2 separate regions of the Mus musculus genome follow, and region 2 is linked to region 1. Evidence: chromatin contacts called from public HiChIP or PLAC-seq data. All regions are on one chromosome and are shown on one strand. Each heading gives the region's core, a stretch centred on a gene start, on an enhancer-like site or on the middle of the called end of the contact. The rest is flanking DNA. Distances are from core to core; before and after follow the strand shown.

Evidence for each region. HiChIP or PLAC-seq counts read pairs in DNA pulled down with a chosen protein or histone mark.
Region 2: an H3K4me3 HiChIP or PLAC-seq map of embryonic stem cells shows a contact between it and region 1, with 38 read pairs. The contact joins the promoter of Lipe here to the promoter of D930028M14Rik in region 1. A contact is called at or near these places in 19 of 39 promoter capture datasets (the 3T3-L1 cell line, the C10 cell line, the HPC-7 cell line and 11 more), 7 of 115 datasets of contacts at active chromatin or transcription factors (T-cell acute lymphoblastic leukemia, bone marrow-derived macrophages, embryonic stem cells and 2 more) and 1 of 9 other capture datasets (adipose tissue).

What each region holds. Positions count from the first base shown.
Region 1 is chr7:25,150,399-25,157,020 of GRCm38.p6, reverse strand. It overlaps D930028M14Rik (RIKEN cDNA D930028M14 gene), which reads right to left and starts at 4,564. Exons shown (of 3, transcript NR_045847.1): 1 at 4,395-4,564; 2 at 1,401-1,699; 3 at 391-927. It also overlaps a transcript of Pou2f2 not described here.
Region 2 is chr7:25,385,553-25,391,540 of GRCm38.p6, reverse strand. Lipe (lipase, hormone sensitive) reads left to right here and starts at 1,429. Exons shown (of 10, transcript NM_001039507.2): 1 at 1,429-1,479; 2 at 2,888-3,423. The coding sequence starts at 2,908. It also overlaps a transcript of 4732471J01Rik not described here.

The DNA of each region.
Region 1 (6,622 bases), core at 3,315-5,814:
GCGGCTTCCCTAACTGAGGCATGGCTGCCCTTAGCTCATCCCCAGTTCTTTCTTGGGCTCACTCCCTGCCTCCCCTCCTCTCCCTCCCCACCTCTCCCCCTCCCCTTCCCCCTCCTCTTCCTCCTCACCTTCCTCTTCCTCCTCCTCCTCCCTGCCCCACTTCTATCTAAGGTGCTCTGCCCTGGGCAGCCCCACCCCATCCCTGAGCTGCTTCACCCCATCTGTCCTGCTCCCTGCTCCGCACTGCACTTGGCTTCCTTCGTGTCTCCCCACCAGCCTCATAGCAGGAGGCTTCTCTATTTGTCTGCATGTCTGCAGTTATTCCTGGTACATGTAAATGCTCAGAAAGCATTGGTCCGGCTGATAAATAAACAAGCAAACACACACAACCAGATCTAGATCCATCCATTTATTACTGCAGCACCCTGCCCCACCCTGGGATGTCTCCCATACGAGGCCTGGAGATGCCGAGAAGCAGGAGAACTTCGGAGGCCTCAGAGGCACCCCCGGGATCAGGCACAAGTGTTATCAGCCCAAGTGTGAGGCTGCAAAGAATGTGGTCAGAGGACAGAGTTTAGATGATACACACAGGGCCTCCGGGACATCTTTGGGAGGGTGTTCCTGAAGGGCTCGAGAAGCCAACACAGGTCTCACTGTGGATGTGGTACCGGTGACAGGCTTATCAGCTGTTGGAGCCAGGAACGCAGCTCTGGCCTTGCAGTCCCCGTGGCCAGTTGCAGTCCCCTGTAGCCCTCCGCATGCTACATCACGGAGGCGACGAGGACAGACTCCTATACTCCCCGTGCAGGAGCCCTGAAGATCTCAGGAGCTGGAGCTCACTTGTGGGGGACAAGCCTTGCATCGCTGGGTCTAAGGAGGTGACTTGGAAGAACAACCCAGGACCGTTTGAGGCAGAGTCTTCAGTGACTGGGTGGGGAGCAGTGGGTGGAGATAAGACAGTGAACCGGCAGGCGGGGCCAACAGGTTTTCCAGACCCCAGGTCCACTCAGCCTTCTCCCCTCCCGAGCTGAGCTGCGTTTGCGGTGTGGGGCTGGGTGGAGGCTTGACTTTAGCTCTAGCTAGGGTGTGTGCTTGTGGCTTAGGGCGGGGCCAGAGACCAGGCTTCAGTGGTGCAACAGCTCTGTTGGTTTGGGGGGATGGGACAGCTTCTTAGCTAGCTGTGTACCTGCCACACTGTGTGAACGGGCTGCGTTCCTTACTGGCTATGAAGCCCAGATTTGAGGACGGGATTCTAAGAGGTAGCAAGTGATGGCTTGGGGCCATTGTCTCTGGTTGGCGTCTCCGGGCAGGGCGGGTAGAAACAGCTGTAGTTTGGGAGTATCTCTTACCCACAGGGTGGGGCTTACAGATGTGGGGGAGGGGAGAAATAGAAAGCTCACCTTTATCAGGCTAGGATCCGTGAGTCCCTGGAATCCTGGACAGTCCCACAGCAAATTAAGGCAGGCTGAGAATTCAGAGCTCTGATCCGCAACATAGGCGGACCTCAGAGTAACCCTGGGAGCTTGGAGCGAGGCCTGCTGGGAATCCCACCGAGTGCAGAGGTCTGTGCCGCTCACCAGGCCCACAGGTCTCCTGCTCCTGGCCTCCCATAGTCCTCTGCTTCTCTCCGTGCTTCCCACAGGCATTCAGCTCTGTCCATCTCTCCATCCCTTCCTGAGTGTTTCCTCTTTCTTTGAGTCTGGAGGTGTGTAAATAGAGTTTTAGCTTCTGGCCTCAGAGCTGATCACATGAAAATGTGGGGGCCTGGCAAGGGCCAGGGTGGCAAGAAAAGAGGTATGGGGTGGGGTGGGGACAAGAACTGGAGGTAGCCTCTTTTTCCCCCAGCAAAGGGGAGGGCTAGGGAGTGCATTCCTTTTGAGGTACCTGGCCAACAGGAGGTCCAGAGGGGTCACCATCTGACTTTGGAGGAATATTGGGGAGCTCTTGAGAAGAGCAAAAGAGAAGGGAGGCAGTAGAAATGGGGTAGGGCACAGGAAAGCAGATAGAGGCAAGTAGGAAGGGCAGGAAGTGTACCCCCCAAGCCGGAGTGCATGAAGACACCCCATAGGTGGTAGGACAAGGCCACTCACTGGCTTGGTGCCAAGGAGGAAAGATAGGAGCTAAGGGCACTAGGCAGGCAGGGCACAGCTGTGAGACAGAAAGGAAGGGCCTTGCAGGGGTTCTTGTGTCCTCTCTGGGCATCCAGCGTGAGTAATGTGGTATATGGCACACGTAGGTGACACTAACTGGCTGGTGTTGGCAGCGAGGATGTACTGTGCCCAGCTCTCTTGTCTGACAGCTGAGAGCATCTGTCCCCTCCTCATTCTGGCTCTGGGGGACCAAGGGCTATGGGGATGGCTTGGCCACACCTGACTTCTGGCCTGGGGGTGGGGAGGAAGCCTACCTAGCGTGTATATGTGTGTGTATGTGTGTGTGCGCGCGCGCGCGCGCGCGGGTGCTCTTGTCAGGAGAAGGCTTTGAACTCTCTTCAGCGCTTTCTGTCTTTGCTGGCTTGGGTTTCTCACTACATCACCAGTGTCCGTCCACCTCTGTCTGTGCGTCTGTCTTTCATCTGTCCCTGTCAGATCTCATTCTTACTCTTTGTGTTTCTCCCTGTCTGTGTTTTCTGGCTGACCCTGGCTGGGGTTCCCCACATGTCTTCTCCCCCAACCCTCACACTGTCCCCTGTCCTCTTTCTTCATTCCTGTGTCCCCTGCTCTCTTTTACTGTGCTTCTCTGGCTGGTCTCTCTACTTGGCCTTCCATGGCTCTCCCCTGCTGCCTCTGTCTCCTGGATCTATGTTTCTGTCCATCCACATCTCTCGGTTTCTGCCCCGAGTAGCTCTAGCTGTCCTTCCTTCTCTCCCTCTGTCTTTTTCTTCATCCCTGTCTCTCCAGGTCTTTGGCTGACCATCCCTGCTTCTGTGTGTGTGTCTCCCTCCCCCTCCCTTCCCCCCACTATATTTTTTTTCTGTTTCTAACACCCACACTCACATCCTACCTCAGGAGTAATTGCTTTTGTCTGGGTTGGACTGGACTTGTGGTGGGGGGAGGGTGGGGGGAGCGGGTGGCGCTGGGGGGGTTGGGAGGGACGGAGGTCGCTTGGTGGAGTTGAGGTAGTGTCCACCAAAGCAGAGGGTGCTGAAGAACAGAGGCGCACCCCACCCAAGGTGGGAGAAGGAAGGGAGGGAGACTGAGCCCATCCTGGCAGGGCTCTGGGGCCTCTGGCAGGGGAAGAAAGAAGGCAGACTGGCCCTTATATTCTATGTGGAGATGATGTAGCCATAAACCACACTAGCCAGTGTCTCGGTGGCAGCCTCTGTTGCTCCACCCCCTCCCCCACTCAGACTCAGGGATGTGACCTCTGCCCCCTTCACGTACACTGAGTCACCGTGACACACACTGGGACACACCCAGAGCCTCCATCCCACTGATGAGAGAGCACTTGACCATCAGCACACAGGGTCATCTGGAGCAGGTAGACACAGAGTGAACCCACCGGAGTCTCTACCACTCATATAGAGCCTTCGATGCACATAGAGAGGACCAAACAGGCTCTGAAGCCCAAGGACAGCCCCCCACCCCACCCCCCCGCACGACACAGACACAGGGACACATACAGACTCACTCCAAAACACCCACACTCAGACACACTCCACCAGAGGCGTGGACATGTCACCACAATCCGGTTCACTAGGGACACTTAGCCACCACCCTTCCTAGGGACAGAGAGAGTATCATCTTGAGATTCATCCACATCCCCGCAAGGGCCACACGGGCATTTGAGGACACCCAGTAATCATGGAGACACCATGGCCATATATGCACAAGCCCCAGCATCCCCAGGACAACCCCCACAGGCTCATAGTCACACACAGACATGGCTCGAGGGTCAGGGCGGTCAGGAGACAATTCTGGAGTCCCCTAACACAGCTTAAGGACCTGTGTACACCTTCCATGGGTGGCATCCATTCGGACTCCACAGCCCCTTGGTTGAGACATCCTGTCTACCTCCCTAAGAAAGCCCACCCACACCCCAGCTCATTCAACCCAGGCTCTGGGGTGAGGCCAAGGTCCTGAAGGTAGACACCAGGCTTGCCCAGGGTGCCCCCTCTTGCTTCTGTCCATTCGCCCTTCCAAATCCAGTATCCAGGCCTTTCTTCCCTTCTCCCACAGGCTCAGAACAGCATTTCCCCATCCCCCTGCCTAGCCAGGAACCCTGCCCACCACCCAAGGCTTCATCCCTCACCCTCAGCTACCCTCAAAGGGCCCCATCCCTCTGAGGGGGGTGCTCCCTTTCCTCCTAAACAGCTGTTCCTCAGTTTACCCAGCCACCTCGCCTGCAGATGTGAGCCCCCCACACCCATCTGCTTCCCTGCCCACCCCCATACTCACCCCCTCTCCTGGCTCTCCAAGCTCTCAGCCCCCCTAAACTCTCCTGCAGTAGGGGAGTATGGGGTGATGGCTGGCCCCCCCCAGAGGTAGGGGTAAGGGGTACATGGGGTGGGGGCTTGGGTGCGGCTCCGGGAAAGAAAGGAAGAGAAGCAAGGGAGAGAGAGGCAGAGGCAGGCAGCCAGCCAGCCGGCTTTATATCCCTGCTGTATTGATCCACCATGTCACAGCCTGGTCGGTCGATAGCGGCGAGAAAGAGAGAGAGAAGGGAGGGGAGGTTTGGGGGAGGGCAGCTGGGACCCCTTAGTCCTGGGTACATCTAGGGTCTCCTGGACAAGCTGTGGAAGCATATTTGAGCCCCCCCCCAGAAAAGGGGTATGCCCTGCCCCCCACTTCCTTTTGGCTGCGGCCCTTATTCTCTCCAAGAGCCCCCTCAGCCTTGGCAGGAGAGCGTAGCCCCCCCAGGCTTTGAACATTTCTTTTTTGTTTCTCCAGTGGCTTTTTATTCCATAGTCAGGATGGCTGCCAGCCATGGCTCCTCTTTGCCAGCTACTGTCAGGCTGGGCAGGTGTCATGTGTGGGCAGTCCAGGCTGTGGGTCCACCTTTGCTATGTGGCAGTGAGCGGGAGAGAACCCTCTCTGAAGGTCTCTTTCCAGGTACTGGGGTGGGGGTAGGTTACCCTGTCCTTTCCAGTTGACTCTCACCACAGACCCAGGCCAGAGACAGCATGCTAAGGTCTTTTGGTCCCTCAACCTCCGTGGCTGGCCTGGAATACAGAGATCAACCCCTCTAGCCCCTCAGCCTCCCCCCCCCCCTTCTTCCAGCAGCCTTCTGTTACCTGCCCCCTCCATGGGCCAGCCCTGACCCGGAAGAGAAAGGACTGGGAGAGAGGGGCTCTTTCCCTTGCTAGGCTAAGAAGCTGAAGGTCAAAGTGGGGCAACATTCTCCCTGTGACTTTGTTGCCCCTTCTTTGGGCCTCAGTTTCCCCCTCAACCCCAACCGAATCCTGCCTCAGCTCTGAGATCCAGAGGGATTGTTGCAGATGGGAGGCGGGGCTGACGGGAGGGGAAAAGCAAGAACCGGGAGGGAGGGTGCCTGAGGGAGGGTGCCTGCTGTCCCTCCCCAAGTCAAAATAGTGGGTCCCAGGTGCTTCCCTGCCAGCCCCCAACTCCCTGGGGCTCCCATTCTTTGTCTTCGAAGACCCGTCCTCCCCTCCCAGCCTGGAGAGGTTGAGGAATCACCTTAGCCTTGACCCGAGAGGGCGGGCAGAGGAGGGGCAGGCAGCCCTCACCCTGCCTCCTGCCCATGGCCATCCACAGCCCCTCTCTGGCTTCCCTCTGACTACCAGGCAGCCCCCTCCCACCCCCAGCGATGGTCTGCTGTTCCCTTTGTTAGGAAGGGGGAGGGGAAAGAGATGAGCTGAGGGGCCGTGGCCTGACCCTCGACCTCTCCCCCTGCCTCCTCCCATCTGAGTCCTCAGGGGCTCAGAGCCCCCTTGACGGACAGTTCTGACCATCAGCCAAATGGCTCCATGAGGAAGCAAGGGGCCAGGTAGGGGGGAGAGGAAGAGGGTCTGCCCAGGGCTGCGAGCCCACCATAGTGTGGGTGTGGGGGGCACTCCTAAGTCAGAAGGAAGACCTTAAGGGTGATAGGAGAGGAGGATGAGAGTCTGGACGTGGGGCCAGACTCTGGGGGAGCTTGATTGAACCAGGGCTAGGACTGTGAAGTTAAAGTGAGGGTTCATCCCATAGACAGCAGCCCTAGAAGCCAATGGGTAGGGCCCCGCCTGGGCAGATGCCCCCACCCCACCCCCACCCAGCCTGCAGCCTCAGGAGCACAGTGAGTTTAAAAAAAAAAAAAATTAAAAGGAAAAAAAAAACAGGAGCAGGAGAAGCTGGGGGAAAAATATATAAGAAAAAATATAATAAGAACTAAGCGGTGGCTGCAGGAGAGAGAAAGGGCAGGAGGCGGGGAGGGGGGCGCAGGGGGGAGGGCGGCTGGGGCCCTGGTCGCTGCGGAGGCCCGGCCGCCGGCCTCTAAGCTGAGCCCTCCGCGTCCCCCCTGCCGGCCCCCTCCAGCCCCGATCGATCCAGTTTCTTGGCAATAAAGCATTTTTATTGTCAGCTGCCCTGAATGGCAAATGTGAGCCTGGTCCTGCTCCCCCCCAACCCTGCTTCCTCACCACCCCTCCCCCAACCTGCCTTCACCCCCTCTGCTACTATCCCCTCAC
Region 2 (5,988 bases), core at 180-2,679, 240 kb before region 1:
GTGAGGCCAGGGAGCAAACCACGCATGCATTGCCTCCCTGGGCTAGGGGTAGCACTCACAGGAGCGCATGCTTAGCACATGGGTTCCACTCCCAGGAGGAAAGCCCATGAGGGACTGCTCATGAAGCAGTCCACCCACCCTGGGTGGGCAGAATGGCTCAGCAGCTTCCAGATGGAGAATTTAGAGCTAACCTAGGATCACCCAACAAGTGACCTGGACCAGTATCCCACTGTAACAGCTGCTTAGCTTAACCACCCCTGAGGGTCTGGTCCAGCTGTCTGTCTGCAAGTCCTGGGAAGGTGCAACCCTCTCCCCGGTTCCCAGCCACTGCCTCTGGCCTTCAGTCTACTTCGTGCCCTCTGCCCTTCATGTATTTGCTAGTGTGCTGGGCCATGGGGCCACCCTCTCCCTTCATCAATATGACAGGCCAGGGCCACAGGCAGACATGTGCTGCCTGTCAGCCTCCCATGTACAGCAGGCTCTTTGGAAGGCCCCACAGCTGATTGCCATTTGTAATGTTGTGCTCTAAGCAGTCATACTGCACTTTATGAGCCCTGTGCCTCCACAGAAACCCATCTGTGTCCGTCCTAGAGGACACAGACAGAAAAGCAAAGGTACGAGTGTGCTGGGGTTGAGATAAGCTTTAGTGGGTAAGTGAGAGTGGACGTTAGAGGTGGGGAGACGTAAGGGAGCGACCACCACGAGCTGAGGCCTGCCTGAGGGTGAGAAAGAGCTGGCTAGGTGAGGAGTTTGCGGAAGACCCTGCAAAAGTATCTGAGCCTTGGTCTCCCATGGACTGTCGGCAGGGTGGGCTGCGGAAGTTACGGGTAAGCCAAGGATGCACATGTAAGAATAGCACCCAGGAGGGCCTGTGACTCAGGCCCCTAGCTGAGTTTGGTAATGCCCTTAATCGGCTTTTGGACTCCCAGAGGGGACAGCAGGGCTGGCCACTTCTTTTCCCTAACAGCTGGAGACATCTGTGCCAGGGCCAATGTCGGGAGGGGGGGAATTGGCATAACTGAGCCTTTGGCTCCCTGAATCCACTTGGGGGAGAGGAGAGGACAGCTTTCTGGGGGAGAGGGGACAGTGTGTTCAGGACTAAAGCTTGGGACTCCTGGGTCCTAAGGGAGAAGACTGGAACTGGATCCCCGAGTCTGAGCAAGGAGAGCCTGGGCCTGGGCTCCCTGGTGTAAGCAAGGAGGGGCTGAGAGGGCAGGGATCCAGGGCTCTGAGGAAGAACCTAGCAGGAGGACTCTGTTGAGCTGCCTGTCCAGCAGGCAGGAGGGGCAAGGAGTTGAACTCTGGGCTCTGTTTACAGCATGTGGTTCTCACTATCCTTTCTGGATAGGAGGTGAAGCAGTGGCCACACCCTACCCCACTAGTCCCTCCCCCAGTTTATCGCCCCAGGCTGCTACTGGCACTAGCCACAGACCTGCTGTGCCAGCTTGGGGAGCTCCAGTCGGAAGAGGCCAGGGAGGGGTGAGTGCAGGCCCAACCAAGAGACAGAACCCAGGGCCTGGAGGGGAGAGGAGACACTGTCTTCTAGGGAAACAAGGGGTTGCAAATCCAGGAGCCAGGCAGGGCCCTAGACTTCCAGAGGGGGGTGGGGGGAATCACTCAGGAAGGTTGTAATGTCCCTACCAAAGTGTCAAGGGCAACTTATCCAAGATGTGGTATTCAAGTCTAAATAGCAGGAATACCCAAGGAGACGCTGGAAGAAGATCACAAAGGACCCTGAATGTGGGAAGTCAAGCCAAGCATGGAGCCAGACTTTGAAGGACAAGTAGAAGCTGAGCTTCCAGAGTCCTAGGAGGAGTGCTCTGTATGTAGGAACTCTGGACTTAGAAATCGGTGATTAAGTGGGCTCTGTAATTATGCATACAACCTTTGGCTCTTTGATGATCCTTAGTTTCCCCTCCTGTAATCTATGTCTGAACCAGTGCATCCAGGGTCTTTGTGGGCAATCTAAACCGTAGCATGGGTTTGGCTAGAGAGATGAATATTTATTAGCTATTTGAACTGTTGTTTCAGGCAGGAGAATGGAACAGTGTAGTCTAAGGCAGGTGGGCAAGGCTGAAAGCTAGGAGACCATCCAAAGAAGGGATGCTGGGTTTAGGGAATCCTACAGGAAAACAAGGAGGGAAGGCTTAAGTAACCAGGAGTGAGTCCCTGGTGCAGAGAGGCTGGTATTGTGGATAGGGCTCAGAAGGAGGGCTAGGTATAGAGGGCAGTCCTAGGCGATAGTAATGGCTGGTCTTAGGGAGTAACGTTCCCAACCATTGTTAGAAGGGAAGGGCTTATAGGCAACCCAGGAGACTGAGAAGGAAACTTGGAGTGGGACTTGAATGCGTGGGTCTTCAGAAGGAGAACCGCTAAGCATCCCGATTTCCCAGAACAAGAAGGACAAGTCCAAAGACAGTAAACAAAGATAGGAGTTCACCCTTGAATACCTGGAAGGAAGAAGGAAGAGGGTGGGCCCGCCTCTGGAATAGAGGGCTCAGGAGATTGGACTCCTAGATCCAGGAAGAAGGCCAAAAGACCTGGTCAGTGGGTTTCTAATTCTGAAGAGGAGCTAGTCAGGGTCTGCTCAGTCTGAGGGCTTCGACTCCCAGCTGCTAGAAAGAGGATGAGGATGCAGCCGCAGGCTTCTAGAAGACAAGGAGATAAATTCCTAGGTGTGAGAGAGAAGATAATGGAAGGCCCCTGCGTCTCCAGGAGGATTGGGACAGACCTGAGGAAGGAGAGGGCTCGGCTTTGGACTCCTGCATCTCAGCAAGGACGGTCCTAGGTTTGAATACTTGGTTGGCCTAGGGAAAGAGAGGAAGGGCATGGACTCCTGGGCCTGACAGAGCAAAGGGTAACCACAGACCTTCCCATCTTCTCACAGCCTCAGCGTTCTCACACAGCATGGATTTACGCACGATGACACAGTCGCTGGTGACACTCGCAGAAGACAATATGGCCTTCTTCTCAAGCCAGGGCCCAGGAGAGACAGCACGGCGGCTGTCTAATGTCTTTGCAGGTGTTCGGGAACAGGCACTGGGGCTGGAACCAACCCTAGGCCAACTGTTGGGTGTGGCACACCATTTTGACCTGGACACAGAGACACCAGCCAACGGATACCGTAGTTTGGTGCACACAGCCCGATGCTGCCTGGCACACCTACTACACAAATCCCGCTATGTGGCTTCTAACCGCAAAAGTATCTTCTTCCGTGCCAGCCACAACCTAGCAGAGCTGGAGGCCTACCTGGCCGCCCTCACCCAGCTCCGTGCTATGGCCTACTATGCCCAGCGCCTGCTGACCATCAACCGACCAGGAGTGCTCTTCTTCGAGGGTGATGAAGGACTCACCGCTGACTTCCTGCAAGAGTATGTCACGCTACACAAAGGCTGCTTCTACGGCCGCTGCCTGGGCTTCCAGGTGAGTCCCTTGCCCCATGTCCTTCTGGGCTCACAGTGAAGGCACTGGTGGCCTGGAACCTGTCCTTGAGGTAGTGTCCACAGTAATCACAATTACTAGATTCATGACTCAGCCCACAGACTGGTAAGGAGAGTTGGCAGGAACTCAGAACTGGGCTCTGTGGTGCACAGACTCATGGCTCGTAACTAGATCTACCATGTCTCAGAAGCCTCTTCACCAGCTGGGCCTGGGTAACTCGGCAGGCACATATCATCAGCTACTTGGGAAGCTGAGGCTGGAGGATAGCAAGTCCGAGGCCTGACTCTGAGCTTGTCTCAAAAGTAACAAGAAAGCTGGAGCTGTAATTCAATGGAAAAAGAGCTCTCAAACATGCAAGAGGCCAGAGCTTCAACCCCTGAGGGCAGGAGAGGTTCATTTGTTCTTTTTCTTTTTCAAGTATTATGGATTGAACTTAGAGCCTCAGGAATATTGGGCAAGCACTCTGTTGTTAAGCCGCCTCCCCATTCACTCTTTTGTAGTCCCCTAAGTTCCTTTGAGTTTGAGCCCCTAGGAGGGTGATCAGTTCTTGATCTCAAAGGTCTCTTGTGTGGGCGTGCACTCCCTGTCGTCTTCACTGAGACTCTGGGACTGAAGGAAGAAGGTGCCATCCCACAGATATCAGATTGGCACCTGGGCTTAGTTACTATAAAAATCACATGATTTCTAGGCAGCCCTCAGGACAGGGTCAACACACCACACCCATCATAGTTGGTGACAGTGGGGAAGACTTGGTTGTGGCTGATCTCTTCCCTGGGTTCTGACCTAAGCTGTGGACCTTATGTCTTTTGCCCATCCTAGACCACCTCAGAAAGATGCAACCTGTCACCACACAGAAAGTGAGGCAGCCCAATACCCTCAAGAGGTTAAAGGCAGAAGGATTATTTAAAGATAGAAGCTAGCCTAAGCTGCATCATATATATACCAGGCAAGCCAAGACTATATAGAAAGACCCTGCTTCATAAACAAACACACGCAAATGAGTAAATAAATAAGTTGGGGGATAGAGAATTGTAGAACATAGAGAACTAAAGTCAGAGCAGAGGCCGGAGCTGCCCCGTCTGGGGTCAGTGCTTGTTCCAGGGAGCCCCAAGGAACTATATCAAGCTGTATCAAGGAGCCCTATTAAGAATTCCAGGGGCACCGGGCGTGGTGGCGCACGCCTTTAATCCCAGCACTTGGGAGGCAGAGAGAGGGGAATTTCTGAGTTTGAGGCCAGCCTGGTCTACAGAGTGAATTCCAGGACAGCCAGGGGAACGAAGAGAAACCCTGTCTCGAAAAATTTAAAAAAAAAGAATTCCAGGGCCTTCCTCTCTCTGCCTTCACTGAGAGATGAGCCCACCATTCTCTCAGCTTCTCTGTCCCTTCCACCACTCTGATCCTGAACAACCCAACACAGTTCTTTCTGGGACTTTCCCCTCACACACACACACGAACCCTACGAATTGTGATGGGCCCGGCAGAGCCAGCCATCTTCCTACTTTGCTGTCCTGGCATCAACACTGGAAAAAAAAAATTCCAGGCTGCCTAAATCGGTATTGTAGCCACAATGGCCAGGAGCTCCTGTGCTCTTTGGCCTACTGGGTCCCTGGCCAAGAGCACAGACTGGGCCAGCTGCCAGCTCCTGAGGACCCAGATCTGCTAGAATGTAAGACAGCATCACCCTCTAAAATGTCAACTTCCAGGAAGGCAGAGGGAGGCCTCCAGATCTCAGATATTACTCAGTCCCCGCCCCCTCCCAAAGCCTAGCACGCAGCGGAACTTCCCCAATGTTTACTGAGTGAACAAGAACTCTACTGATTCTTTTCCTTGGCCTCCTGAGGCTGAGTCCCCTGTCTGCCACCTGACATGTATCTCCCAGTCTTCCGTGAGAGCCATCTACCCCTTGTCTAGGCCTCAGCAGATCTGCTCAAGTTCTTTGTACCTGTCATTTCCCCATTTCTGACTTTTAGTTCCCTGTACCTAGCCCGAACTGTCTGCTTCACCCCTGTTTCTCCTGACTTCAGGAAGACCCTGTATGCTCTGCCTCCCCAGTTCACAGCCCTCCAGATGCAAGGAATGGAATCCGTCCCTCAGCCTAGACCCTTCTTTGCCTCTCGGGCCTCCCTTGGTCTCACTCAGCTGTAAGCACACTATGTTCTCCATTCCATGCTCGCTTCAGTACTGCTGCTTCCCCTTTCTGCCCGTGCGTAGCATCGCAGCTTCTGCTTCTGCACTGGCTCTGGCCTCTCCTGGAAATACCACTGTCCTCCTTCAGATCCTGACTCCCTGGCCTGGCCAGGTAGCCCAGCCCATGGGCATCACTGCAGCCCATGCACCTAGTGCCATCCTTCATATCACTAGTTGATTCAGACATGTCTTTATTTTGTTCATCGTCTCCTTCCTTTTGAGGACACTAGGTCCATGAAAGGACCCAGGGTGATGCCCACAGCACACCACAGCAGCTCAGTAAAAGCTTACCAAATGTATGTACCTACTCCTATCTCTGTCCCAACTCGTGCCCCATCCTCATCCCTGTCCTGGGTAGTT